Regions from separate parts of the Danio rerio genome. Here regions 2, 3 and 4 are each linked to region 1. A link is a contact called in public HiChIP or PLAC-seq and Micro-C data. All regions are on one chromosome and are shown on one strand. Each heading gives the region's core, a stretch centred on a gene start, on an enhancer-like site or on the middle of the called end of the contact. The rest is flanking DNA. Distances are from core to core; before and after follow the strand shown.

Region 1 (6,844 bases), core at 162-2,661:
TGTAGATGCCATCACCATGGTAAAATTTGGTGTTCTGTGTGGTGTTCAAATATAATTGTCAATATATGTTATTTAAATAAATATGAATTTAAAATAAATAAAAGTAATAAAAATACATAATTAGCATGGATATAAATTAAATATAATTAAAAAAGCATAATGTGAATTAATATTATTGTCAATATATAAATGTAATTACATTTAAATTTAAATTAAATATAGATACAATTAAAATAAAAATAAATTAAAAATAGATATAATTAAAGTAAAAGTATGTGATGTAATATATTGTAAATATATAATATATATTTAAATAATATATGTTTATATATATATAATTTGAATAATCTATGAATTCAACATAAATAAATATAAAAATACACAATTAGCATGAATATAATTGTCAATATGTAAATATAATTTGTATAAATATAAATTAAATATTATCAAAATAAAAAAAAATGATGTGCATTAATATAATTGTCAATATATAATATAAAAATGTAATTACAATAAATATAAATTAAATATAAATAAAATAAAATAAATATATTTCATGTGCATAAATGTAATTGTCAATATATAAAATATACTGTTATATTTAATTATTTATTTATTTTTACATAAATATGAATTCAATATAAATAAACATAAAAATACATAATTAAAATATAATTAATCAATTATATTAACATATAATTGTCAAAATATAAATATAATTAGCATGAATATAAAAAAAAAATTAAAAAGAATAATGTTCATTAACATGATTGATTATATAATATGTTAATGTAATTACAATAAATATAAATTAAATATAAGTAGATGCAATTTGCATAAATATAAATAAAATAAAAATAAATATAATTTAAATAAAATATGTCATCTACATAAATATAATGGTTTATATATAATATGTATTTATATAATATATATTTGAATATTATATAGTATATAAATGTCATTAAAACAAATATAAACCAAATAAAAAATGTATTTAATAAAAATAACTAAAATTATTTCCAGAAATATCCATAATCCAAAATATGTGTTTCTCCTTATCATTGATTTATTTACATGCATATAGAAAAACCCAGAGTGATTTGCTCAATATTTAGAATTTTTGCACCCTCAGATTCCAGATTTTCAGTAGTATCTCGGCTAAATATTGTCTTATCATAACAATCCCATAAATCAAATGAAAGCTTGTTTATTCAGCTTCTATATAATGTATGCATCTTAATTTTTAAAAAGTCACTTATGACTGTTTTTAGTCCAGGGTCACATATTTGATAGCATAAAAGAGCCGCTTCAGAAGGACAGAGAACACAAACGGGCGTTAGGACCCTGCGCGCCCACATCAGCGCGGTTTCCTCTGTGTGTGTGACTGAGCGCTTCATTTCAGGACACATTCAGATCCCAGTATCATCCGGACGGGACGCATCAACACCCTCTCTGTGTCTTTCTCTGCGTGTATGTGTGGATTTACACATTATATCCTGAGCTTCAGCAAGGACAGCATGCTTTAAAACTTCATGTTTCTAAAGGACTAATAGTTTTGCTCACATTTCATGATTACTTCTGTTTTGGGAATTCTAATTCTGGATCACTTTTTACGCATGGAGATTGTCTGAGAGCGCGATTCTCAGATGCACTCTGCTCATAGAAAGAATCTCTCCACAGGTCTATTGCTTTCATTGGATTTATAAATGAACGAGTGGTCAGAGATGCTGGTGTGCAGGGATTATTGCGCGCTCATGATGCGGGATCGGAAGGAATGCGACGCGCGCTGCTGTCGGGACGGCGAAGGGGAGCGGGTTCGAGCCCGGGAGCGCTTGGACGCCACTGTCGCGGGACTGACCGAGCTGGAGTACTTGAGGCAGAGGCAGGAGCTGCTGGTCAGGAGTGTGTTGAGCTGTCCAGAGGCTGCAGGACAAGACAAACCCTGCCTGACAGTGGACGACAGCTATCTGAACACTGAAGAGAAACTTCTGGAGGAGAATATTTTGTTGCTTAGGAAACAGTTGGTGAGTCGCAGATTGACATTATTTTTTGTTATAGTTCTATTCATTATAGTTCTATTTACTAAATTGAATCATTCAATGGATTTGCTATTTTTTAAGGTTGCAAACTATTTTTATAGCAATGTTCATCTTGATTTGTTGAACATTACTATATAAATCACTAAATATAGTAACGTTCAACTTGATTGGTTTGTTTAAATTTGTTTAAAGTCAGCCCAACCACTTACCTTGGAAAAATGTTAGTAAATTTGATGAATCGTTATTTTCAGTGTGCATATGTGGTGCAATATCTTTTTTTATTACATTAATTATTAATATTTTTTTAGCTATTATGTCGTCTATTTATTTATTTATTTTTTTTTTTTTTTGGATTGGCATTATTTGAACTTTTATTTTCAAAAACTATGGTACTACTACTTTATACCAGGGTAGTAACGTAAAAAGTCAATACTGTTTTTGCATTGTACTTCAAAATACCTAAAAGAAAAACCTCAGTATTATCAGACTACCATAAACAGAGTTATACATTTTTTGTCAGTTATGATTATACCGTAACTATATTATATATGTATAATATACACTTTATATATAATGAAGTGTTCAGATGCAAAAACCTCTATATGTGCCATCTGAAATTTTCTTCTAAAATTTGCATTTTTCTCAGCATCCTATGTTTGTGTTCAGTTGTTTCACTTTAAAGGCAATGCAAAGAACATATTTGCCATAAAATTGATTTGGATTTGCTGAACATACACACAGAAGCTAGAAAGAAAAAAATACCTATTTTTAGGAGAAAATGTCAGACGGCATTTAGAGGTTTTTGCATTTGAACTCTTTATAAACAGTTGAAATATTTATATAATATTTCCCAAATGATGTTAGAGCAAGGTTTTCAGTTTGTCTGATAATTTTTTTTCTTCTGGAGAAAGTCGGATTTGTTTTATTTCAGCTAGAATAAAAGCAGTTTAATTTTTTTTAAAGCCATTTTAAGGTCAAAATTATCAGCCCCTTTAAGCTATATATATATATATATATTTATATTTATAGTCTACAGAACAAACTATTGTTATACAATAACTTGCCTAATTACCCTAAACTGCCTAGTTAACCTAGTTATGCCTTTTAATGTCACTTTAAGCTGTATTGAAGTGTCTTGAAAAATATCTAGTTCTAATTCTACAAACATCATTTTTATAGCCATAATTTCAGAAATAGTTGTATTGAGCTCAATCAAAACTTTATTTTATGAACTTTTTGTCATATAGTAAAAATTAAAATAGACAAAGTCTCTATTTTTGGCCTTTACAGTCATGTGACACCAGAAACCCAAGCCTTATAATCATTAGAATGACATTAAAACAATGAGAAAACCATTAAATAAAACTTCCAGGAGATAGTAGAACATCCCAGAGTTCCTAATGCAGATCTAGGAGGGGGTCTGAATGGCCTGAATGAGATTAGTCGATGGGTTTCAATGGAAATGAACTTTTTTACAAGCTCAGCTTAAGCCCCCCTGCTGTAGAGGATGAGCGAGATTAAATTTAACAGTTGGGCCAAAAAGACACCTGGTTCCACTCTGGGTATTTGCAAACATCTCCAATATTGTAACCCTATGCATTGCGGTGAACGTATTGTGTACACAAAGAAGAATTACAAGATTTGGATTCAATTTCCATGCTTTGCCAAAGCCTCAGACTTGTACACAAGTGGTTGAATCTTCTCCGATGTAGTCTGGCATGATTATACTTGTTTATCTTGAGGTCCGTCAGTTTGCAGGCCGCACACCCACATCTGCAGTAAAGTCGACGGTGATGTGTGAATCATATAATGCCTAATGTCCTTATGATTCCACAAGAATAAACAACCAGTCCTCTGTGGCCTTGTGCTGTGAATTGACTATAAACAGTAAATGTAGACTCCTCTCTCCCGAAGCCCAGGCCGTCAACAGTGGTCTGGGGTTAATTTGACGCCGTTTCAAAATAACCATTGGTGTGCTCTGCAAATGGCACTTTGTGTAAAAATGGTCTGCACAGGCCAGCATGCTGAGAGCTCAGGGCCCATAAATCACCCGCGGCCCTCCTGTCAGGACCAGGCATTTTTTACAGCCTCGCTCTGCAGTGGAGGAAACGCCATTCCTCCGCTCCATATAGCCTGGAATCTGCACTGCATTACTTCCCCTGTCAGCGAGCAGCAGTTAAAATTTGCAGCAGATAACATGCCTCTGATTATAGGTCATTTGAAGCAGTGTCCGTCTGCTTTGAAGGGGCCACATTTTCCTCGGTCTGCTGTTTTACCACGCTTAATTTGGAATGCAGCACATGATACGGGTGTTGTCAGATGCATCCAATTGCTCTCTAGCGGTGTGTCGAAGTTGAATGTTGTTCCCATGCGAGGTGTGACTCTCATTTTGTTCATTACGTCTTGTCTGATTAGTTTCGTGAGGACTTTAGGGTTAGGAGGATATTTATATTAAAAAAACATGATCAGACACAGAAGATAGGATATACAGTTGTCAGAATTATTCACCCTCCTGTTTATTTATTTCCCCAATTTCTGTTTAATGGAGAGAAGATTTTTTTCAACACATTTCTAAACATAATAGTTTTAATAACTCATTTCTAATAACTGATTTATTTTATCTTTGCCATGATGACAGTAAATAATATTTTACTAAATATGTTTCAAGACACTTCTATACAGCATAAAGTGACATTTAAAGGCTTAACTAGGGTAATTAGGGTAACTAGTCAGGTTAGGGTAATTAGGCAAGTTATTGTATAACAGTGGTTTGTTCTGTAGACTATGGGGAAAAAATAGCTTAAAGGGGCTAATAATTTTGACCTTATAATGTTTTAAAAAAAAATAAAAACTGCTTTTATTCTAGCCGAAATAAAACAAATAAGACTTTCTCCAGAAGAAAAAATATTATCAGACATACTGTAAAAATTTTCTTACTCTATTAAACATAATTTGGGAAATATTAAAAAAAAAAAATAATAAATAAATAAATAAATAAAGAGGGGCTAATAATTCTGACTTTAACTGTATATGCACTGTAAAAAAAATGTTGACTCAACTTAAAAATTTAAGGCAACAAACTTCAGGAAATTTTTGATTTTACTCAACTTAAATTGAGTCAAGTGGGCATGGGATGATAACTGCTTTTTGAGGTATTCCATGGTTTGGAAAACTCAAGGTTTTAAAATCGTCAAAATTTTCTGCTTTACCATTCTTTAGGTATGTGTAAGATTTTTTATTTACATTTTGTTTTAAGTTTTGTAGGACAGCAGTATTTCCAGCAAAAAAGATATCCAAAGATGCTGTTTTAATTGTAAAGAAATCCGTGTTTCTGAAACTAATGAAGACAGCAGAAGTCAATGATTCTTTTGAATTATTTAGCCTGACATGTTTACTCCCCTAAAATATGATATATGTTTCTCAAAATAAAATATATTATGTTCAAAGAGAGAAAAGTTGTAGTTTTTTACCCAGACATTTAAAAAGAAGATATTTTAGAGCAGTAATCACAATACTGTGATATTTTTATCCAAGGTTAGCATACCGTCAGAATCTTATACCGGCTCATGCCTAGAGTCAAGTGAAGTAATTGGGTTGAACGTTAAGTAAACTCAATAATGTCCTGAAGTTTGTAGCCTTAAAATTTTAAGTTGAGTCAACTTTGTTTGTTTTTACAGTGTGGCATGTGCTGAGGATGTGACTTTTATTCTCTATTATTATTATTATTATTATTACAACATTATTATTATTACCTTTATTATTAATGATATCACTGTTGTCGTCATTACAGAATATTACATTCATCATCATCAATTTTAGTATTATAACTGGTATTATTCACATTATTATTATTATTATTATTAAGCACTGTTAAAATGTAATGACAAAAAGCCAAGACAACTAATATTATTATGTTGCTTTAACTTCTTTTAATAAGTTAATCAGGTTTCAACTAAAAAAAGTTAATGCAAATGTAACGTAACATTTTTAGTCAGTTTGATTGATGTGAGTTGAGATGACTGGAGAAGTTAATTTTATCCATTAATTTTCCTTCGGCTTAGTCCTTTATTAATCAGTGATTTCCACAGCGGAATGAACCGCCAACTATTCCACCATATCTTTTACCTTCCAGCCCCAACCCAGTACTGGGAAACACCTATGCATTCTCACATCCACACTCATACAATATGACCAATTTTGTTTACCCAGTACACTTTAAGTCTTTGGACTGTGGGGGAAACCAGAACACACGGAGGAAACCTTCGCAAACATGGGGAGAACATGCAAAGTCCACACAGAAACACCAACTGGACTTGAACCAGCGATCTTTTTGCTGTGAGGCGACAGTGCTAACCACTGAGCCACCATGCCATCAATGTTCATTTTATTAAACAAAAAAATGTAAGGCATGCAAGAATTATTTTACAGTGTGAATGCTAAATACTATTTAAATACTACCATTATTCTGAATGTCATTGCTGTTTACACACTTCCTGCTATTTTATGTCTATTCTATTGCTATTTGTGGGTGTATGATTTGCACTCATAATAAAAAAAGAATAGGAAAAGGGATGTGCATTATGAAATAAAATTGTTTGCAGATTTTTGCCAGGGCTGTAGTGCAGATCCTCTCAAATGAAATAGAAAAGTCTCATTGAATCAACTTAAATAAATTACTTCAACTTCTTACATCTAAAAGAATAAAGTTTGTCCAACTTATTTATTACTGAAACCATAATAATTTAAGTGGAAACTAATTAAATCATGGTGTTGTAACAAGCTTAACTAATTTAAGTTTTCAC
Region 2 (7,377 bases), core at 4,680-7,179, 130 kb before region 1:
TACATACACTGTAGTAACATACTACTTATACATCTAGTTTCCATGTAAGTTCACAAGTATAAGCAACACTTAATCTAAAGTGGGACCAATGTAGGTTAAAATGGTAGAGAAATGAAGCGTGTGTTTTCTACTGGTGGTTTGTCAAGCCCACTCACCTAGTTATTATTGTATGCACACTGTAAAAAGTGATTAATTAATTTGCTTAAATTGAGTAAACGCTTCGCCTTAAGTGACAAGTTGACTTAAAAAAAATAAAGAAAAGAGTAAACTCATTGTAGCTTGGCACATTTGAAGCGATAGGTCACCCAAAAGAATAAACATTTACTCACTATTTACACTCCTTCTAATGTTTCCAAACCATTATGAGTTTATTTCTTATGTAAAACACAAAATAAATAAGATATTTTAAAGAATGTTGGAAACCTGTAACGCTTAACTTCCATAGTAGGAAAACAAATACTATGGAAGTCAATAGTTAAAGGTTTCTTTAAATTATTTTCTTTTGTTTTTAACAGAAAAAAGAAACTCATTAAGGTTAGAAACAAGTAAAGGGCGAGTAAATAATGTGAGCTATATATTTAAGCTGACTTCATTTTTATTAAATATTTTTATTTTTTAAGTATAGTCTACTTTAAAACCAACAGGTTTACTCACTTTTCATTTTTTTTTAAGTGAAGTTAGTCAACTAATCTTTTTAACAGTGCAGTCTGAAATATATTGATGTGTTTTGTGCTTGTTATCCAGGTGCAGTGGTTGAAGACGGTGGGCTGTCAGTCAACCTCAGGTCATCAGATGAACAGAAAGAAGCTATGGTTTATCAAGTGGACACTGTCTCTTCACCTCAGCCAGAGGCAAGTACCCTTATCTGACATAGACAGAACTTATTTCTTTAGGAAGCAAGAGTGATACAGTGATATCTGCTTTCCTATAGCTACAATTGTGGAGCAATCACCAAAAATAGCAAGGTTGTAGGTTCGATTTCCTCAAAAAAGCAAGAAGTTATCAAATGAGTACCTTCAGTGCAGCTTTTGTTTTAAATGTTATATAACAAGCAGGAAGCACACATAAGACAATGATGACATTTCATAGTAGGTTTCATTAATATATCAACAAACATTTTTTTTTATTACAACTAGTGGGATTTATTGATAAAAGACTGGCTATGGTATTATTATTTGTCTTTATTGTCGAAAAGTCTTTTTATTAGACTTATGGATGTATGTTAGCCTATTTTACTCAATTATTATTATTATTTTTTGGAGTGACTGTAACAGCTCTCCTTGAATATGACTGGTTGAACAACATTTCATGAATTATTAGTTTTTTTGTTTATTTTAAAGGTCATATTTATTTTAAAGAGGAGCTAGTATGCAAAAATCATTTTTATACAGGGGTTTAAACACAGTTGTGTGGCAATATACATACGGTCTGTGAATATAACCAGCTTTTAATAGGATAATTTGATTAATTTTAGTTTTTATAATCACACTTGATAAAAACAGTCTGCAGAAACACTTTGATTGGCATTCTCTCTTTGTAGGTTTCATCAAAGGGGGAAACCCTCCCATTAGTACGGTGGCGGAAAATGCAAAACAACATTGCAAAGTGTAAAAGGCTTTTACAAAGCTCGAGACAAATTTACATTTTGGAATACAATTTTACCTATCATCAGACACAATTACATAGGAAAAACAATTTTATCAAGGACAAAACAAATTTACATTTTAGAAAAAAATTAACAAGAAGCAACACACTTTTGCAAGTCCCGAAACAAAATTACAATTACATATTCCTTAAAGAAAGGGAATGTACCATGCACCTGAAGTGTCCCGGAATGTACCACGCACCGAGAGTGACTTGGGGAAAAGTTTTGTTGTTGGTGAGCGCTGTAAATTCGTGCTGGGGAGTACATGGCGTAAACAAAGTTCATGGTGACCGAACATGGACTGTAGTCGAGGGTTGTTTTGCCCGTTTTGTGGCAAACACATGAGCAGCTTAACGCGGTTTTGCTTTACATGTGGTCGGTGTTTGGATTATATAAAGGATGCGGACCAGACTGAAACACCTGACATACTGCATCAATGTGTTCAATATTTTAACGAGGGCCACTCGTACGCTATTACCGTGGACATGATGTCAAGTCTACACGGTGTAAACATCTGCTTGACGACTCTTAACAGTAATGAAGCCGGTGTTACGGTTTAACTGGTGTCCGTGTTAACTGAGGCCCCTTTTCAGATGTAAACTATTGATGTTTGCAGATTGACAGATATGTAAATTTTTTCACAACAACAAAACATGCCCATACCAAATAAATATTCTTATTACTTGGTGTCAGTGTCACTGTAAGAATTATAGATTGTAATATTTGTGTGGCAAAACAGTAAATAACCAAAATTAATGTAAAGAAATAATTATAATTGACATCATGACATGTCATCAACAGGATTTGAACCCAAGTCAAAATGTTCTGCGTGGGTATCAATCGACCTGTCTAACTACTCGAGTTACTCAGGTCTACAGGTTGAGCTCGGTTTTGATATCTTTATCAGTCAACATGTGCCGTGCTTTGATTGTTTTCATGTACTTGCGTTTACATGTTTCTACATTCTCTAACGCTGATATTTTCTCAGAATAGCTCTAATATGTTTTATCCCAGTTGGTCAAACCATGATTTTTATAGTTGTAGACTCGTGGTAACCTGTGTATACAAAGTCACACACAAGCTGATATTTTCCGGTGCGTGTTACATTCAGGGTCATTTTGGGTGTGTGGTACATTCCCTTTCCGTAAGGAATCTGTAATTGTAAATTTGTTTCGATACTTGTAAAAGTCAAAAAGTGCTTCTGCAGAGTTTTTATTAAGTGTGATTGCAACAAATAACATAAATAATTTTTTTTCCCATTAGAAGCTGGTTATATTCACAGACTGTTATATAAAAGGGATTTTTGCATAATAGGTCCCCTTTGAAATAAAGTTTAATTATATAGTTATATATTTAAATTAAACTATAACTAAGCATTCATGAAATGTTGTTCAACCAGCCAGATTCAAGAAGAAAAACTAAAGACTAAAAAAAAATAGGCTAACGCTTTGAATCTGCCACTATACTGACACATAGGCATTTGTAGCTCCGCCCTCTTCTTAAAAGAGCACAATCTCATTTGAATTTAAATCGACAGTCATCAAAACGCCTCAATTTCGATCACAGCCTAACAGGGGCAGTTTCAAAAAGCAATTAAATATTTGTGGGGTATTTTCAGCTGAAACTTTTAATTCACACACTACGGACACCAGAGACTTATTTTACATTATTTAAAATCATTTTTTACTTCATTTAAAAAGGGGCATTATAGGTCCCCTTTAAAGTTGGATTTTTGCAATTAACAAACCATTAACTACTGTATGACTTTTGCATCAATGAACTCCTAGTTAGCAGCTTATTCATAGTTTGTAAAGTAATAGATCATTTCAGGTATTTGGTAGGATTAGGGATGTAGAATATGACCATGCAGAAAATGTACTTGTACTTTATATGTACTAATAAACAGCCAATATGTTAACAATATGCATGCAACAAGCATCTATGTAATAGTTAATAGAATTGGTCCCTGTGCTAAAGTGTTACCAATTTAATTACTATGATTCTGATTTTTCCTGCTTATAATTTTTTGCTAAAAAACTTGTCTTTTAACGTTTGTATAAAGTAAGAAGCAAGTACTGATTGTCTGTGCATTGTACTATTTAGGCTTTTTAGGATACATGTACAGAGATTTATGCTCAGACATGACCTCTGTCCCTACTTTTGACTTAATCACAAAAACAAAGTAGTCTCTTTAGTGTTGTGTGGAAACTTCTGAGACCCTCATTAACCCAGGATTCTCGGTCTGTAGGTCAGCCATATGTGGGGATTTACCCCCCTGAATGAGGGAGATTAAAGCTATGTTTTTTTTCTCTCTGTTCCTGTGTAATCCCTCTGTATACAGTGTCCACTTCTCGCCCCTCTCCTTTGCTATTGTTCTTGTCTCATTTCATCTCATTTTGTTGTTTAGAGCTCCCAGATGGCACAGACTGTTCACAGACCTGCACCTCTCCTAGTGAGACAGTATGAAGAGGAACCAGGTACAAATACATGTACACACAAAAACAAAGACCACATTTAGGTCAGGGATGCCCAAACCTTTTCTTATGAATGGCCAAAAACCAAACTTGATTAAGGCTAGTGGGCCAAAGGTGAATATACTTGGCATGGTTAATTTCTATAGGTGGGCATAGATACATTTTTTTAAAATCTAGATTAATCTCACTGTAATCTTGGAATGAATCTAGATTAAAATGGCTCATTTGAATTCTGCCCAAGGCATTCAGAATATGTGTGCTACCCAAATAATAACTAAAAGTAAGTCTCTGAGAACGAGTTTCTCAAGCCAGGTGGCGCATTAGACCAGGGGCTCATCTCCTGTTTCCAAAATGCATCACAAACTGCTTGAGAAACTGTTCTACTATGATAATTGGTGATGAAAATAAATGTTCAATAAGATGTACTTGTGTTTACTAACTGTTTATTCAGTTAATCATGAATTTTGAACTGTATCCCTACATAAGCTCCAAACAGCTGTTTTTGATGACCTTAATCCGACTGAAGTCATAACTGAACTAAACAGAAATAGAATTTAGACATGGAGTATGAATATAAAAGTGGCATTATTGAAGTAAACACCGCGATCAAACTATTACCTTCATGTTGAAGTTTTCACCATATTTTCCGACAAGATCCACACACACGGCTGTCAGTAAAGGACCGCTCGCACACACACACACTTACATCGCAAAATGCAGAAGTTTTTTTCTTTCCATTTGGTGTGCGTTATTACATTCCATAAAACTCTCACCAGTCCTTACTCCTTATTTGCGTCTAATACCCCAGTTTGTCATGGGGGCATGAGTGAAATGTTCTTGAATGATAGTGAAACTGATAGCCAAACTGCAGTTAAAGTCACCCAATATTACAGAAAATCTTACATGAAAGCACTTCACGTAAACACCTTAAGTATATTATTGTCTATGTTAAATAACTAGATTACAGATGTCCATATAAGCAATGTCCTGAAATTTGCTTGCCAATCTTAAGCCAATTGAAATGGTTTGTTTTGGTTACGTTTGGAATTTCCCCAACCAGCACAGAGCCCGGGGGACCAGAGTGAGTGCTCCTACTTGGGTCCCCCGGTCTGCAATATTCCAGTTTTGCTAATTCACATTTTTGGATGGAAACAGCTAGTTAAATATTGTGTCTAGTTGAACAGTTTCAGATGTGGTTGGCTTTTAATGTTTTAATGCCATAATAAATGGATTAGATCAGTGGTTCTCAAACTTTTTTCATCAAGTACCACCTCAGAAATAAATCGTCTCTCCAAGTACCACCAAAATGACCAGTATTGAAATACAGTCGCGTAGTAGGCCCAGTAAAGCAGCTACAACTCTGCACAGTAAAAAAACGTGGCAGATTATCTCAGAAATAAAGGCTATATGTCATATATGTCGTATTATATACATCATTTTTTGTAAATTTTGAAATGTGTGTAGCATGTGCATGACATATTTCATTCCTCCGTTTACCACTAGAAGGAAGCCTGTGTGCCACTGGTGGTACACGTACCACAGTTTGAGAACCACTGGGTTAGATGTTAGGTGTCTCCACAAACAAAGTATTTTTTAAACAGTTTTACCATCATTTTACCTAAGATTCTTGAATTTAGAATTTTAATGTGTAATTTTACACAATTGTAGACTCTAATTATACACTCTTTATCACTCTTAATTTGGATTTTGTTATTTCAGTAAAACAGTTGCTGTTTTTTTTGCAGGCTCTAGATGGCAGTACACTTATAGGGCAGTTGCAGCTCTGTCTGCATTGTTCTTTTGTCTGAGTCTGAGCATGATTGTCTACTTGTCTCTGAGGTCTCTGTCCTTGGCATCAGGGGTTCAGAGATGCTGGAGTCAGCTTTATAAACTTGAGTCAGGTGTGAGGGGACACAACAGAAGACAAATGCTTTTGTGACAGCAGCTGCTGCGGTGGCAAATGCATTATTTATTCTGTAGGTCAGGCTAGACCAATAGTCTGAGTATGAATATATACATATATATATGAATACAGATACTGTATATGCATCCTAGTTTGACAGCATATTTATGTGTTCGATGTACATTGTTGACATTCTCTTTCATACTCCATCCAAATCATTTATGCAATAGAGGCGGTCGTAGTTGTGTTCGTGCAGCTCTAAATGACACATTGATGCATTTATGATGATGCAAGACAGTTGGAAGTGATCAGGGTTAAAGCAATGAGTGGTGTCTGTTGGATGTTAGAGTGCTGGATGTGTGCAAATGCAGGTCAGCTCTGCAGATTGGACATAATGAGATGAGTGCTGAGAAGGCGCTCTCTCTCCCCAGTGCTTTTAATTGTGTCTTATGTAAGGGAACATTGTGAACTCGAGTACATGTCCTAAACGGTTTACCCTAATTTGCTGACAGGAGACACCTCTGTCTCTGCAGCTGCCAATTTTACTCCTCTTTCGTAATCTGTCACTGTTTTTTTCATGTGGTGAAATGTATTAAGGATTCAAGTGCTGAATCCATATTGGTATTGTTAGAAAAGTTCAAAGGTCACCTATCTGATTAGGCAGATCAAACTGTAAGTCATAGAGACTTAAAACTTGGTAAGATTGTTGTACCCTCCGTCCACCACATCACTGAGGCTTGTTAGGCCTGATGGTGGTGCTACAGCAGTCTAAAACACGAAATGGGTTGTAAATCGCAACCGAAGCGACCTATATCAGTTGAATCCTTGACTCAAGTTCTCTTGCATCAGATCCAGCCACCACCAACAAAACATTCAGGTATTTAGCATTTTTTGTTAGTTTAAATAGTTTTGCAAACTAGTGCTAAGGTTTTTGCTAGATCTAAAAAAAATTAAATTAATTAATTACAAAAAGAAATTCCAGTCCAGTTCAATTTGCCCCTTGTCTCTACAGTGCATCTGGAAAGTATTCATAGCGCTTCACATTTTCCACATTCTGTTTTGTGACAACCTTATTTCAAAATTGATTAAATACATTTATTTAATCAAAATTCCACACACAATACTTCATAATGACAATGTGAAAAAAGAATTTTTGAAATTGTTGCAAATTTATTACAAATTAAAAAACCTGAAAAATCATATGCAGTGTTTCCTCTAGGATTTTTTCCAGCTGTGGCGGCAGGCCCTTTTTTTTTTTTACACAGACCTACCAACTACCTGTGGCATTATTATTTCAATGACAAATGTCGTTAGCGCAGTATTAGAAGTTAGGATCGCATTTGTGTAATAGCCTA
Region 3 (7,517 bases), core at 392-2,891, 160 kb after region 1:
TGCCATTAGTTTATCATCATTGCTACAGTGTTCTGGGTGGTTGTTTAGATAAATGTACATTTTTTTGTGGTTGCTAAGATGTTTTGGGTGGTTGATAGGGTATTATGGGGGCTGTTACAGTGTTTTGTGTGGTTGCTTTGTTGTTGGAGTTCGTCATTTTGTCATCTTATGTACTTGCTATGGTGTTTTGGGAAGTGATGTAGTAGATCCACTACTACAGCATTCTAGATGGTTGCTAGGCTATTTTGTGTGGTTGCTAAAATTGTATGTTTATTGCTACAGCGTTCTAAGTGGGTTTTTTTTTTTGTTTATATAAATTTGCACTCTTTGTGGTTGCTAAGATGTTTTGGGTGGTTGCTAGGGTATCATAGTGGCTGTTACAGTGTTCTGGTTTGTTGCTTTGTTGTTTGAGTTCATCATTTAGTTATTTTAGGTGGTTACTATGGTGTTTTGGGGAGTTAAGTTGTTTGGAACCATTGCTACAGCATTCTAGGTGGTTGCTATGTTTTTTTGTGTGTGGTTGGCAAGTTTTATGGTCATTGCTACAGTGTTCTGAGAGGTTGTTTTGTTGTTTTGATAAATTTACGTTTTGGTTGCTAAGATGTTTTAAGTTATTGCTAGGATATTGTTGTGACTTCTACAATGTTCTGAAGGCTGTTACAGTGTTCCGGGTGGTCGTTTGAGTTCCTCATTTAGTCATTTTAGGTGGTTGCTATGGTGTTTTGGGGAGTTATGTTGTTTAGAATTGTTGCTACGGCATTCTAGATGGTTGCTAAGGTATTTTTGCATGGTTGCCAAGATTTTATGGTCATTGTCACAGTGTTTTAAGTGTTTGTTTTGTTGTTTATATAAATTTGTATTATTGCTGGTTGCTAAGAGGTTTGGGGTTGTTGCAAGGGTATTATGGTAATTCTTAGTGGTTGCTAAGGTTTTTGTATTGTTGCTATTCTAAATGGCTGTTTTGTTCTATAGGTTACATTACATTCTGTGTGGTTTCTAAGACGATTTGTGTAGTTGTTTGAGTTCATTATTAAGGCATTTTATGTGGTTGTGTTTTGACAGTTAGGTTGTTTACAGTAGGTCTGTTGCTATAGCATTCTAGATGGTTGCTAAGGTAATATGCTGTTTGTTACTGTATTTTCAGTTGTTGTTTAGGTTCATGTGCATTCTAAGTGGTTGTTAAGTTTTTTGTGTGGTTGCTAAGGTGTGATAGTCATTGCTACTGTGTTCTAAGTGGGTGTTTAGGATTTTTTGCATTCTATGTGGTTGCTAAGATGTTTTGGATGGTTGCTAGGGTAACATGATTACCACAGTATTCTGGCTGGTTGCTCTGTTGTTTAATGTAATGTATTAAAATATAATATGAGAGTTTTAAGCGATAAATGCTCATCCACCTCTGACCCTGTGTCTTTGCTTAGTGTCGCATTACAAAGACACAGGCAGCCAATGTAGTCCAGTGTTTTGCAGTAGAAAAGCAGATAATAGCCTATCTCAGAGTCTCTCCTTGACTGACATCCCATTCAGCATCAGTGACACGAGTCAGCCTCTTTGGTTTATCTGTGAAAGACATCTGCGCACCAGACAGGTTGATTGACCGCTCTCTCTCTCTGTGTATGTGCATGCGTGTGCATGTGTGAGAAAAACAGGGGGTGTGTGGGTGGAAACAGTGTGAGGCATACAGTCTACTCAGCTAAAGTATTGCTCTGGTGATCCCTGTTGCTTATGCCTGACTGAACTGGGAACATATTGGCGTAAGTGCAGCCTCGTCTTGTTTTTAAAGTGTGACAAAATCCTGTTAGTTTTTACTACAGTTTTTTAAAATATGAGTGTGGTCAGAGAGAAGATTAAAGACAACAATGCCTTCAAAGCTTCCCATAAATGCACACACATTTACATTTAGTAATTAAGCACATTGGTCCCCAACCTTTTTTCACCGCAGACTGGTCCGTGGACCGGATATGCAACCATCAACCGTTTTCTCAGAGGATGACAAGCTGACAAAACATTGCTGTCACTCTGATACAAGTTTTATTTACGGACAAAATTACAAAGCACTGCAGTGTTTATTAAAAGATCAAGCCATCATTAGAAAGTAATACTGGGGTTAAAATGTCTGTCAGATAACAGTGCAATACTTGTTTAATGCTTTATTTGTGTTTAAGGACTGGATACCTGTGAACAATTTTGCAGAGAATATATATTCAGATATTGCAGAAAAGGACATTGTGATGTTTTAAAGAACAGTGTTGGAGATATAACTACCATTTAATGTTCTCATATTTATAAAAATACATTTAATTTTAATCTTTATTTTATAAATGTAGCTTAATATAGGCTATTTCTGTATTTATTTGATATTTTTTATTTTAAGGTTTGGATATTTATGAGCACTAACTCTTACAGAAAATAGTTTCTGATATTGTTGAACATTACATTGTGTTAACATTTAAATTAATCTTCACTGTGAAGCACTGAATTGGAAATGATGTTATTTTAATAACGTAAACCGAGGTGGAAATGGAAATGACGTTAACAATATGCGAATGGCCCCTAAAAGACCGCCATCATTTGCAATCTCCAGCAGTTGATCTTCGTGCACAGACATGGTGGATTCACCTGATTTGTTGACAAATGGGTTGCGGGTCTTTTCCTTGGCAGTTTGTGGGTCCATCACTGGGCATTTTCCCCTTAGAAAAGAAGCTTTCCAAAGCCGTCTGTTTCTTACTCATTTTGCTGCTTGTGGTTTAAATTTGGAAACTTAAGTGACCGAGATGTAAGAAAGAGTACACAGTCATTTTTCAAAACAAAAACATTGAAAAAAAAAAAGATTGTTCAGACTCCGATAATAAATAAAACGGAATTAATGATTTCTTGTGCGTCCTGGTACCACTTGGTCGACAGACTGTTACCAGTGCACGACCCGGTGGTTGAGGACCACTGATTTAGCTTATGCTTTTGTCCAAAGCAACTTACAATTGAGGAGGTATTCAGCGATTCAACAAGAGGCAATACAGACAAGAAGTGCTAATTATTCAAAGTAACTTGTTTGTGCTCAGAGAATTTAGTACTAGAGTAGGATTTATTTTATTTTTTAAGAGAAAAAAGAGCTTCTATTGGTGGTTTTAGTATTATTCACCAGGGTTCAAGTGTTTTCTGAAGAGATGGCTGATATTTAGTTGTCGTTTGAAGGATACCAGTGTATACGCAGTCTGAGTGCGAATGGAAAGATTATTCCACCAGCGAGAAACATTGAATGAAACCGTTTTGGAAAATGACTTAAGGCGTACTCACACCATGCTATCCAAACCGTGCCTATGCCCGTTTCCTGGATCGTTTGAGAAGTGTGAGTGCGCTGAATCGGGCTCAGGCACGGTTCACTTGGTACAGGTGTGCCAGAGCTTGGTTCACCTTAGCGTGGTATGCTTGTGTGTGAGTGCAAAGCGCGCATGAGCCCGAAACTGAAGACAAGACGTGACTTTTAAGGGACTATTTCATATGGTTTTATTAATCATTCCTACCGTTCAATAAACGCGAACTGTTGTAGATTATTAAAGATGCAAACCCCTCACTGCACGACAGCTGCACCTTCAGCAAACCCCCCTAAAACCTGCAGCACAAGGACTTTATGATTGTTTATGAGCGTCAAAAGTGGCTGATCTGTTCGGCAAAATATTTGACTGCATGTCACCGCATCTCAAACGACTAAAATTATATAAATAAAGAAATCTCCACTGTGCTGAGCGAAAGCTTAAACTTAAACTGAACAGTGCATCATTGATGACGTAAGCGTGCTCAGGCCCTGTGAGCGTGGGCCGTTGAGTGTGATGGGATGGGGTACAAGTGTGCCTTATAGCCTCTCTACGATGGCACCACAAGGCGGTGCTCACACCCTGACTGGAGGCTTCTGGAGGCGATGTAGAACTTCAGGAGCAGGTTGAGGTACAGTGCCAGTGCCTGTCCTGTAAACAAGCATATTCACCAGGTTAAACAAATTATTCGAAAGTTTCTATCCATTTTTGAGTGATTATAAACAATATGTTTCAATTCACATATAGCGCATGTCTTTGGACTGTGGGGGAAACCAGAGCAGCCAGAGGAAACCCACGTGAACATGGGCAGAACATGAAAACTCCACACAGAAACGTCAACTGGCCTAGCCGGGACTCAAACTAGCAATCTTCTTATTGTGGAGTGACATCGCTAACCACTGAGTCACTGTGTTGTCTGTTAACATATACAACATATATCAACATCTTCAACATAAGATAAACATAGCACAAAAGCAAAACTCAAAATGGATGCCAGCATTATGTTATGATGTGCACCGAAAATCACCTCTTTTAAAATTTCTGATCATATAGTTTAGTGTTTGATGATCATCCAACTCTTTGAGCATCCAACTCCCAGCAGACCTCAAACAAAACAAAAAAATAATTAGTTATCAATATTTTTAATTAAACTTTGGGCGCCAGACAAGATTTCCTTGCCAAAAAGAAAAAAAACATTTACTAATACCCTGGTTAGCTACAGCCGGCATTTAACCACCATACACAATGCAAAAGAAAAGGATAAATAATAACAACGCAACACACTTTAAATGAAATCAACTGTTGTATTTTTATCACACAGTACAACAAATATATTTTCTAAATAATAACCAATTCTTTTTACCCCTGTTCAATCTTGGTTGAACGATTTTTAACAACAACAACAAAAAAAAGAAATCACTGCTTAGATAAGTCAATAAAATAAAAGAAAGAAAACATCAAACAAACAATCAATCAAACAAACAATAATAACGTGTGGCTGAGGTAACGGAAACCAGAGAGAAAGAGAAATGTAAAGAAGGTTTGTGAAATTGAGTAGCAATGGGTGTGGATTGTATGGGTGTATGAATGAATGTGAATGACCTAAATAACTGACCCGGCAAACAACGCTGATTCTGTACAGGTCCACCTTGGCTTTCAATCCCCATAAGATCCTGCAGACCCCTCGCACTTAATCGCTCGTGTAGTTTTTCTGGTCAGCCTGTCCACCATCACTTTCACACCACAGTATTTATCGCCACACCTCCATCTTCAAAGCCAACAGCTCTTCACCTTTTGCATCTTTCTTGTTTCTCGTCTTTTTCTCTCCCCACGATTTCACCACCAACACACGAATAAAAAAAACAGCAAAGAAAACAGCTACTCCAACTGCAGCTCTAACAACCTCAACAACAACAACAGCCACCTGGAGCAATCCTCAACACCACCTTTTATGGTCTCCTACTGTGTACCTGCCCTTCCGCTTCCTCCCGACCCCGGAAATAAGGTTTTGGAAGCTCGAGGGAGGGCAGAACAGTGCAGCGCCTCCTAGTGGCACTTTGAGAAAATGGCAGAACATTTTATTCGCCACAATCTAAAACGATTATCATTACAATCCAAATTTGGAAAGGGTCAACAAAGCACACAAGACAGCCAACATGATATTTGTGTGTGTTTCAAGAGTTCACACTTAACTAATGATTGATTATAAGCTTGTTTGGCATGCTGTCCTGGGAGAGAGCCCTGAGCTCAAAAGATCCTTGAGCCTAGGGCTCACTCCCTTTTGCAAGGCGAGAGGGGAGTTTGAGCTCAGGTAGATCTCCAGAACTCTCCTGCTGCAGTAACTAAAGAACAGATAGTGATTGCTCTTTAGAGATAACTACTTACTAGGAGCATGTCTACGATGCCGATTTGGATTAGTCAATTAACTTAAGTTGCATGTTTTGGACGGTGAGAGGAAACCGTGGAACCCGGGGGAAACTGATGTGTGCACGGGGAGAACGTGTAAACTCCATACAGAAACATCGGCTGGCTTGGTAAGGACTAGAACCAGGGACGTTTTTGCTGTGAGGCAACAGTGCTAACCACTGGACCACCTTGCCACCCATCTAGGAAAGAAGAAGGAGTAGGGGTGGAAGGGGGCATTCTTCAAAACGAAGATGGCTGTTATATGGAACTTAGGGAATTTATAGTGGTTTTGGAATCGTCTGATTGGTGAATCATAAATTGGATAAGGCGGGACCAGCCGCAAGCAATCATAAGCACGTGATCCTCTTGAAATTAGATTATAAATAAACTTCTCAAGTAGATGCCTATGTGTAAATGTAAATGTGTAGTATAGCAATACCAGTCAAGAGCATTATTAATGACTATTATAATAGTATTAAAGAGCCCCTATTATACATTAAAAAGGGTCATATTTTGGTTTTAAGGGTCTCCAGTTAAAAAAATACTTTCATTGTCTTATAATATGCATTTATTTTTACCTAATTATCCCAGCGACTTCCATATTATTTTTTTAGCAATTAATTTGCTCCCAAACCCCTCCTTAGCGCGAAGCTAATCTGCGCTGATTGGACCGATGACAGCCTGTTGCGATTGGTCGACAGTGTTCAGCACGAGACACGGTGAAATGCCACACCACTGCATAACAACAACATTGAAGTAGTCAGAGTGCAGAGTGTATGTGTGAGCCTCCCGTATTTCAGACCCATCGCCCGCCACCCTCCCATTTTGTTATTTATCTCAGAAAACTCCGGTAACTTTAACCAACCCCCCTATCGATGTACCAGCCATTTCAGTTGTACCATAAAAGTATCATCAGGTCTTTCTGTACCATATAAGGTACAACTTTTACAAGGGTACAAAACTGTTCCTTAAGGAACATTATTTGTACCTTTTTTTGAGAGTGATTGTTAATACATAAAATATGTTTGCAGTTTGTTCAAATTACTCATTTAAAATGAGCTGAAGCAATTCTTAATTGAGGGATTTTTTTGCAACAGCTGAATTGTTTTACGTTCAATTTACCTAAATTTGTAAGAATTAAAAAGTTAACTTAATTCCTTCATGTTTTCCCAGCACAAATGGATTGTGTGGAATGCAGCATGTATTTTACAGTGTAGGTGGAAACAGTAATGCAACTCAGCAGACTATACTTATGATCAGATCACCAAAAACACAAGTTAATTTCAACTGGAAATGGGGCTTAAAAAAATTTGACGCCCATTTGCAGAGCAGTTTTCATGAAAATAGTTTGACTTTGGTCAGCAATATCCTTCCACTCGTCTCTTCAAAGAGGAGACTGCAGCTTTGAGTCTGGGACACTGCTGATCATGCATAAAGGGCAAATAAATTGTGCGTCATAGTGGTTTTTAGGTGAACGGTCAGCAAATGAAAAATGCAGAAACGGTTTCAGCCCGAGGAAGGCCTGATTGCAGTTGCTGATGAGAGAACCGTCTGCCCTTAGTAAACGTTGGCCTTTGGTTTGGTTTCCCAGTAGCAGCGATCATTTGACTTTATCATGTGGGTTCCACTCAGAGGCGTTCGGTCTGCTTCTGTCATTAAACATTGCGATCCAACAGGAACATAGAGTAGCCAAGCATTAGATTGAATGTCGTGTTTAGTTAAGCTGTTCCAGCCATCTCTGAAGGAGAAATAAGCCATCGCATTTAATCATTTGGGTTTAGGAGACAAGCTTCAAACTCACTT
Region 4 (7,585 bases), core at 4,739-7,238, 180 kb after region 1:
GCAGAAGTGTGAGCAGATAAGAAGGTGCTAGGCCAGAAGTCACTTTGTAGGCAAACATCAGAGCTTTGAATTTGATGCGAGCAGCAACTGGCAGCCAGTGCAAGCGGACTAGCAGCGGAGTGACATGTGCTCGTTTAGGTTCATTGAAGACAACTCGTGCTGCTGCATTCTGGAGCAGTTGAAGAGGCTTGATAGAGTTAGCTGGAAGCCCAGCTAGTAGAGAGTTGCAGTAATCCAGTTTGGAGAGAACAAGAGCTTGAACAAGGAGTTGAGCTGCATGTTCAGATAAGAAGGGTCGGATCTTTCTGATGTTATAGAGTGCAAATCTGCACGATCGAGCAGTTCTAGAAATGTGGTCAGAGAAGTTTAGTTGGTCATCAATCGTTACTCCAAGGCTTTTCACCATTTTGGATGCAGTAATGGTTGCCCCATCCATCTGGATTGAAAAGTTATGGTGTAGAGTCGGGTTGGCAGAAACTACAAGCATTTCCGTTTTTGCGAGGTTCAGCTGAAGATGATGATCTTTCATCCAGTGTGAAATATCCAACAGGCAGGCTGAGATACGAGCTGGAACCGAGGGATCATCAGGATGAAAAGAGAGGTATAGCTGGGTATCATCAGCATAGCAGTGGTAGGAGAATCCATGTCTCTGGATGACTGGTCCTAGAGATGATGTGTAGATGGAGAAGAGAAGTGGCCCAAGAACAGAGCCTTGAGGTACCCCAGTGTTTAGATGCTGTAGGTTGGACACCTCTCCCCTCCAAGACACCCTGAATGACCTGTCAGAGAGGTAAGATCTGAACCATTGTATAACAGTGCCCGCAACGCCCAGTGACTCAAGCGTAGATAGCAGGATCTGGTGGTTGACAGTGTCAAAAGCAGCTGACAAGTCCAGCAAAATGAGGACTGATGATTTAGAGTCTGCTTTAGCCAGTCTGAGATCCTCTACGACCGAGAGCAGGGCAGTCTCAGTTGAGTGGCCTTTCTTAAAGCCGGATTGCTTGTTGTCCATGAGATTGTTTTGAGTAAGAAAGTCCAGGACTTGATTGAACACTACTTTCTCCAGAATCTTGGCCATGAATGGAAGCAGGGATACTGGTCTGTAGTTTTCAAGTAGCGTATGGTCCAGGTTGGGTTTCTTTAACAGTGGGGTTACCCTAGCCTGCTTAAATGTAGTGGGGAATAAACCAGAGTCAAGAGATGTGTTAATTATGTGAGTCAGTGTTGGTATGACTGCAGGAGAGATGGCTTGCAAGAGATGAGAGGGAATGGGATCGAGTGGACAGGTGGTTGCATGGCTAGATAGCACAAGTTTGGACACCTCAGACTCAGAGAGCTGAGAAAAAGAGGTGAGTGTGTGTGGTGTTGGTGTTGTATCTTGCGTGTTTGTTGTAGGTGCAGCAAATTGAGCACTGATTTTTGCAGTTTTGGTGCAGAAGAATGTAGCAAAGTCATCAGTAGTAAGTGTGGAGGATGCGGGTGGAGGAGGAGGATAGAGGAGGGAGGAAAATGTTTTAAAAAGTAGGCGAGGATTAGTGGCATTGTTGATTTTCAGACGGTAATACGTCTGCTTTGCAGAAGTAACCTCAGCTGAGAAAGAGGACAGAAGAGTTTGGTATGTTAAGAGATGTGCAGGATTTTTAGTTTTCCGCCAAATTCTCTCCGCAGCCCGAAGTTTTGAGCGATGCTCACGGAGAGCATCCGAGAGCCAGGGTGCAGGAGGACTGGCACGGGCTGGCCTGGATGCAAGAGGACATAATCGGTCTAGACATGATGCTAGTGTGGAGCAGAGTGTATTAGTGGCACTGTTCGAATCAAGTGCAGTGAGTTTGCGAGATGGAGGAAGAGAGTCTGAAACAATGGTGGATAGTCTATTGGGTGAGAGAGATCGTAGGTTTCTGCGAAAGGTAACCAGTGTAGGAGTGTGTGGCGGCTCAGGAGTAATGTGCTCCTGAGCCTCAACCAGTTTAACTCAACCAGTTGAGTTAAATATTTTGTGCTTTGTTGAGTTATTTTTAACATTTATTTGGTTATTTATTAATAACTCAACCAGTTGAGTTAAATATTTGAATTTCAACAGATAACTGATTTAACTGACACAGAACAGCTGTATTAATATGCGTGCGTAATGTTGTTTTTGCGTTATAAAGTTTTTTGGTATTTTTTAACAAAAAACCTCAGTGTCGTGGTTTTTATATCAGTTTCACCATCCAGGACTATCTTTTAGAAGCGTTTGGACGTGGTTAAAATGTATTGTACATTGTGGACACTGAGTGGAGCCTGCTGCAGCTGCTGGACAGTCTCTACAGCACACAGAGCTCCATATTCTGCTCCATCAACAGAGGATTTTCTGCTTGCTCAGTTTATAACTGTCTGCACTTTGTTCTGTTTCTTCATTGTTTGTGATTCTGGATGTTATTTATTTAGCATGCAATAATTATAAAATGAATAGTAGTACTAGTAATAGTAGCAATATTAATACCAGAATGGAAAAAATATATATCATTTAATCGAAATAACCCAATGCATTGTGTTAAAATAACCCATAGTTGAGAAGGTGCTACATTAACCTATAATTGGGTTGTATGTTGGGGTATTTTTAACCCAACTATTTTAACAGAGTGGTAATAACCATGTTTTCCTCCATTGAATGTTAACAATTATTGAACCCCAAAAAACTGTCAGAGTAATTATTGCATTCTTTAAGAATAGATTTTCCTCCTAGGCATAACAGTGACGATTGTTTGGAACCTGCCTCATAACTAAGAGCTGCTTTAATCAGACACAGTAACCCACTAGGTATAGGCTTTATAATCGACTTAAATTCCATATACTGGGCAGGGAATTGATTAATATTTATAAAACTCATCATATTTATCTTAATGTCTGCGTTATTCCATAAATATATTTTTATAGTGCTGATGCCTCACAGCAAGAAGGTCGCTGGGACGCTGGTTCAAAACCTCGGTTCAGTTGGCGTTTCTGTGTGGAGTTTGCATGTTCTCCCTGCCTTCGCGTGGGTTTCCTCCAGGTGCTCTGGTTTCCCCTACAGTCCAAAGACATGCGGTACAGGTGAATTGGGTAGGCTAAATTGTCCGTAGTGTATGAGTGTGTGTGTGTGTGTGTGTGTGTGTGAATGTGTGTGTGGATGTTTCCCAGAGATGGGTTGCGGCTGGAAGGGCATCCGCTGCGTACAAACTTGCTGGATAAGTTATCGGTTCATTCCGCTGTGGCGACCCCGGATTAATAAAGGAACTAAACCGACAAGAAAATGAATGAATGAATGAATTTTTGTGGGGTGAGAAATTGTGGTTGTAAATCCAGGCTAATAGAGCTTGTTGATGGAATTTAGCTAATTTAATAGGTAATTTACCAATGGAATAATTGCACTTCATTAAAAAAGAAAGGCCACCAATCTTTTAAAATATATTGTTAGGAATAAAATACCACAGGGATTCCTTGGAAGCAAAGACTAAACTAACCTAGTACGAGAGCCTCTGGTGCACATTTACGAAGAGTAAACGCGCCACCTTGTGGTCCTGCAATGCGACTTTTTCCCAAATACTGTGACTAAAGCAGTGCACTGGTACTAATAGCAATATGCAATAAAATATACTTCGATTTTTGTATCCTTACTAGGCCTATATAAGATGTTTAATTTTTTTTTAACATTATCATCATTTATTTTGTAGGTGACGATAAATTATACAAATTTCAGATATTTAAAGTAATATTAGCTTAGGCTGCACAGATTGTTTTAGGAGTCACGTTTAGAATTATCTAACATCTAAGTTGCATGCTGCTAGTTGCATTAACATTTTAGTTGCATGTTTGTTTAACAGTTATTAAATATTATTAAGTAATATAATGTCTGCCAGAATTAAAAATAAATAAATAAATAGGTCACACTTTACTTTGATGGCCCGTTGTTGAATTTAAGTTACATTGCATCTACATGCCAACTAATTATCATTAGATTATAGACTGTTGAGTAGACGGATGGAGTTAGGGTTGACATGTTTAGCAGCAGTAGCTAGCAACAGATAGCCTATTAAGCAGACAGTCTACTAATACTCAAATGGACTATCAAAATAAAGTGTTACCAATAAATAAATCAAAGAACATTGAAAAAATGTAATATATATTAGCAATACCTTTTTAAAGAACATTATGAAAACTCTAAACAGTGGCTAGGCGACGGGCGTGGTAGTACCACCAGCTGTTCACCAATCACAACACGGTAGGACAGCAGCTAACCAATCACAACACATTTAGATTTTTTGGAAGGCGGACCTTTATCAAACCCGGAACATGGCATGCCGCTTGTGAAAGTTCTAGGGGAGGAAGGTACTGTAACACTATAAATTAATCATGCGCTTTTCAGACAACAAAGCGTAAAAGTATGTTCTGGCACACCTGAAAACTTAAATAACCTTTTTAAAGAGCTACATAAAACCCCTTTAATAAAAGGTGTCTCTGATAACAATATGGTAGGGGTTGCTAATGTATGCATATTTTTATTTGTGTTTTTTTTTAAGTGTTAGTAGTGTATGTATATATTATTAGCAGTTGAAACTAACGGAGAGAAGATTTCTAAATATAATAGTTTTAATAACTCATTCCTATTAACTGATTTGTTTTATCTTTGCCATGATGTCAGTAAATAATACTAGATATTTTTCAAGACACTTCTATACAGCTTAGAGTGACATTTAAAGGCTTAATTAGGTTAACTAGGCAGGTTAGGGTAATTAGGCAAATTATTGTATAAGGATGGTTTGTTCTAAAGACTATCAAAAAAATATATAGCTTAAAGGGGCTAATATTGACATTAAAACGGTACAAAAAAACTGATTTTATTTTGCTGAAATAAAACAAATAAGACTTTCTCCAGAAGAAAAAATATTATCAGATATACTGTGAAAATTTCCTTGCTCTGTTAAACATCATTTGGGAAATGAAAAAATCAAAGAAGGCTAATAATTCTGACTTCAACTATATATATATATATATATATATATATATATATATATATATATATATATATATATATATATATATATATATATATATATACATACACACATACATACACACTTTTAATCTAATGAGCTGAACCACCAAGCAAGAGTAGTTGTTTTTCATATTGGCAATAAATGATGGATGAAACGAATAAGCAGATCTGGAATATATAGCGTGGTGAATTTTTAAAAAAATCATGTTACTAATACAATGATACTATATTTCTTTGCTTTTATTAAATTCACTGCAGCATCAGATATAAAGGTACAAAACCTTTTTTATTAAATTTTTTGAACTACTAATGTATAGCTACATGCACTATGTACAAATGTGTAAAAAGTACAACCTCAGTGACAGCTTTTGTGACTTTATTTTTGCTATTGTCCTATTCTTACAAATTTTACTAATATATATATATATATATATATATATATATATATATATATATATATATATATATATATATATATATATATATATATTATACTGAAATAGTTCAGATGAATGATGAATGAACAGTGAATAGGTGTGTCTGCTGTATATACTGTAGACCTCCATGCATTGCCAGTTACCACGCAACACTGCATATGTCTTGAACTTATAATCCTCACCTAGTTTCCAAGGCAACTTGGCTTTTGTTCAGCCTTGGATTCTTGGAAGAAAACAGAAACTCCCCTGATTACACCCATCCTTAAAACACATGAAATCGGAGTTTATGCACCTCAGATGAACCCAAGTGCACAACCTTCAGACCACACCGACGCACTAATATTGACACAATCGGATAAGAATGTTTCAGCATACTAGTTAACATATTATTTATAGTCTCGCCTCTGATTAAATGTATTTCCCTATGGATATCGGTGCATTTGTTTGTATTATGAGTGGGTGCGTCCTCTTCTCAGAAGTACAGAGGAGGGTTTAGAGGGGTGTGAGAGTGTATTTTTTAGCTCCACCTTAAATTCCTGCTTGTCTACCAACTTCCTCCACACAACTGCAACTTTGTGCCATCAGCTACACCACGCAGGTATTTATGCCTCTTTTAGCCTCATTTTCAAAACTTTATCAGCACTCTCTGGATTAGACTTTGGTGTACGTGTTTGCATATTGATATTCAAACATGTGTATTTATGTGGTGGGTTAGTTTTGCCTAATGCAAACAGTAGGTGATGTCGACATAAAATGGCATCCTGTGAGTTTTACAGATAGTAAACAAATGGCGCTTTTGAAACTAAGAGCTGAAGTGTACTTTTGCTAGCTTTAAACACATCCGTTCATGAGATTCAGAGGCCTGGTGAAAACCACATGCCTGCTGACGAGTCAGAACTTGCAGTGATGCATTGTTTGCTACGTTTGAGTGCAGATTACACAATAATCATTTTTTCCTCAGGGAATACACTGATCTGGAGTTACGGATGCTTACATGCAACGTTTACACGTAAAAATGTACAGATATTCCACATATTCACTTCATAAGCCATAACATGTCAGTATAAGCCATACATGTCAACAAAACAGTTCATCTTCATAGAGCTTCATTTGATTTAAAGGAATAGTTCGCTCAAAAATGAAAATTCTGTCATCTTTTACTCACTCTTTACTTGAAACAGTCCTGTTTGACTTTCTGATATTCTGAAGAAAGCTAGAAACCTATGGACGTCAATAGAGAAATAGAGGTTTCCAGCTTTCCTGAAAATAAAAGAAACCACAAAGGGTGGGGGCGGTCATAATGGTTTGGAACCAATTTGGGTGCAAGTAAACTGAGAGTACATTTTTCATTTTGGCCAAACTATTCTTTTGCCTTTCTGTGAAACCAGTGTGCATTTATTATGCTCTGCACAGTATTTATTATTAATATCATATTATCTAAATCATCACGCATTCCCTCCGGCTCCATTCACACAGTAAATGTATGGGTGTGGTGGGTGGTTTCGAGGACAAATGAGTCATCAGCTCATGACAAAATGTAATGTAACACCAGGGGACCAATGTGTAGTTTTTAAAACAAATATTGATACAAAAAATGCATGGGTGGTTTTAAGGAGATACAGCATTACCTTTAGCACTCAACTGCACCTATTATTTTCCCAATGTAGTTGACCGGTTAAACATTATAACCAGGGTGCGAATTACACATCGACGATCGGGGGGTTGGGGTCTACTTTTTCAGTAGTAGTTTTGTAATACATGCTTCAGTGAATCAAATTTATGAATGTATTTAAATTACATCTCATTTATTAATGAAATGTATAGATTTTTAGTGTTTTTAGGGATATTTAGTGACTATTTTAGAGGTTACTGTTGGTCAAACTATACAAATTATGTCTAATTTTTCTCTTTTGTTTGACTGCATGCAGATATAAACACCTATTTTACATGAAACATGTTTTGTAAATACTTAAGAAGTCTATGTCAGTGCTCTAGAACTGCCAGTTTCCGGAGAGGTTAAAATCGTACGTTTTTAGACGACTGAACTTGTACGTAATCGTACGAGTCAGCCGATAAACTGACAAAAAGTAAAATACTTAAGTTTCCTCGTGCGATCTGGCTGTAAGATTTAAGA

The links. A called contact is a pair of places that touch in the nucleus more often than the background predicts. HiChIP or PLAC-seq counts read pairs in DNA pulled down with a chosen protein or histone mark.
Region 2: a Micro-C map of caudal fin shows a contact between it and region 1, with 3 times the contacts expected there. The contact joins the enhancer-like site here to the promoter of dact1 in region 1. A contact is called at or near these places in 1 of 18 Hi-C or Micro-C datasets (caudal fin) and 2 of 4 datasets of contacts at active chromatin or transcription factors (embryo and gastrula embryo).
Region 3: an H3K4me3 HiChIP or PLAC-seq map of embryo shows a contact between it and region 1, with 4 times the contacts expected there. The contact joins the enhancer-like site here to the promoter of dact1 in region 1. A contact is called at or near these places in 4 of 18 Hi-C or Micro-C datasets (caudal fin, embryo and an unstated tissue) and 2 of 4 datasets of contacts at active chromatin or transcription factors (embryo and gastrula embryo).
Region 4: a contact with region 1 is called in a Micro-C map of caudal fin, with 8 times the contacts expected there. The contact joins the promoter of lgals3b here to the promoter of dact1 in region 1. A contact is called at or near these places in 4 of 18 Hi-C or Micro-C datasets (caudal fin, embryo and an unstated tissue) and 2 of 4 datasets of contacts at active chromatin or transcription factors (embryo and gastrula embryo).

Annotation. Positions count from the first base shown.
Region 1 is chr17:12,205,042-12,211,885 of GRCz12tu, reverse strand. dact1 (dishevelled-binding antagonist of beta-catenin 1) reads left to right here and starts at 1,411. Exons shown (of 4, transcript NM_214731.3): 1 at 1,411-2,027. The coding sequence starts at 1,710.
Region 2 is chr17:12,341,028-12,348,404 of GRCz12tu, reverse strand. It overlaps si:ch211-185a18.2, which reads left to right. Exons shown (of 32, transcript NM_001258228.1): 29 at 745-851; 30 at 4,053-4,122. Among named protein-coding and RNA genes, the nearest start is that of dact1, 130 kb to the right of the region's middle. Within about 2 kb of position 5,929, at least 5 of the 62 cell types and tissues checked have an H3K27ac peak or open chromatin away from gene starts, as enhancers often do.
Region 3 is chr17:12,048,160-12,055,676 of GRCz12tu, reverse strand. No RefSeq gene overlaps it. Among named protein-coding and RNA genes, the nearest start is that of lgals3b, 20 kb to the right of the region's middle. Within about 2 kb of position 1,641, at least 21 of the 62 cell types and tissues checked have an H3K27ac peak or open chromatin away from gene starts, as enhancers often do.
Region 4 is chr17:12,030,712-12,038,296 of GRCz12tu, reverse strand. lgals3b (lectin, galactoside binding soluble 3b) reads left to right here and starts at 5,988. Exons shown (of 6, transcript NM_214693.3): 1 at 5,988-6,049.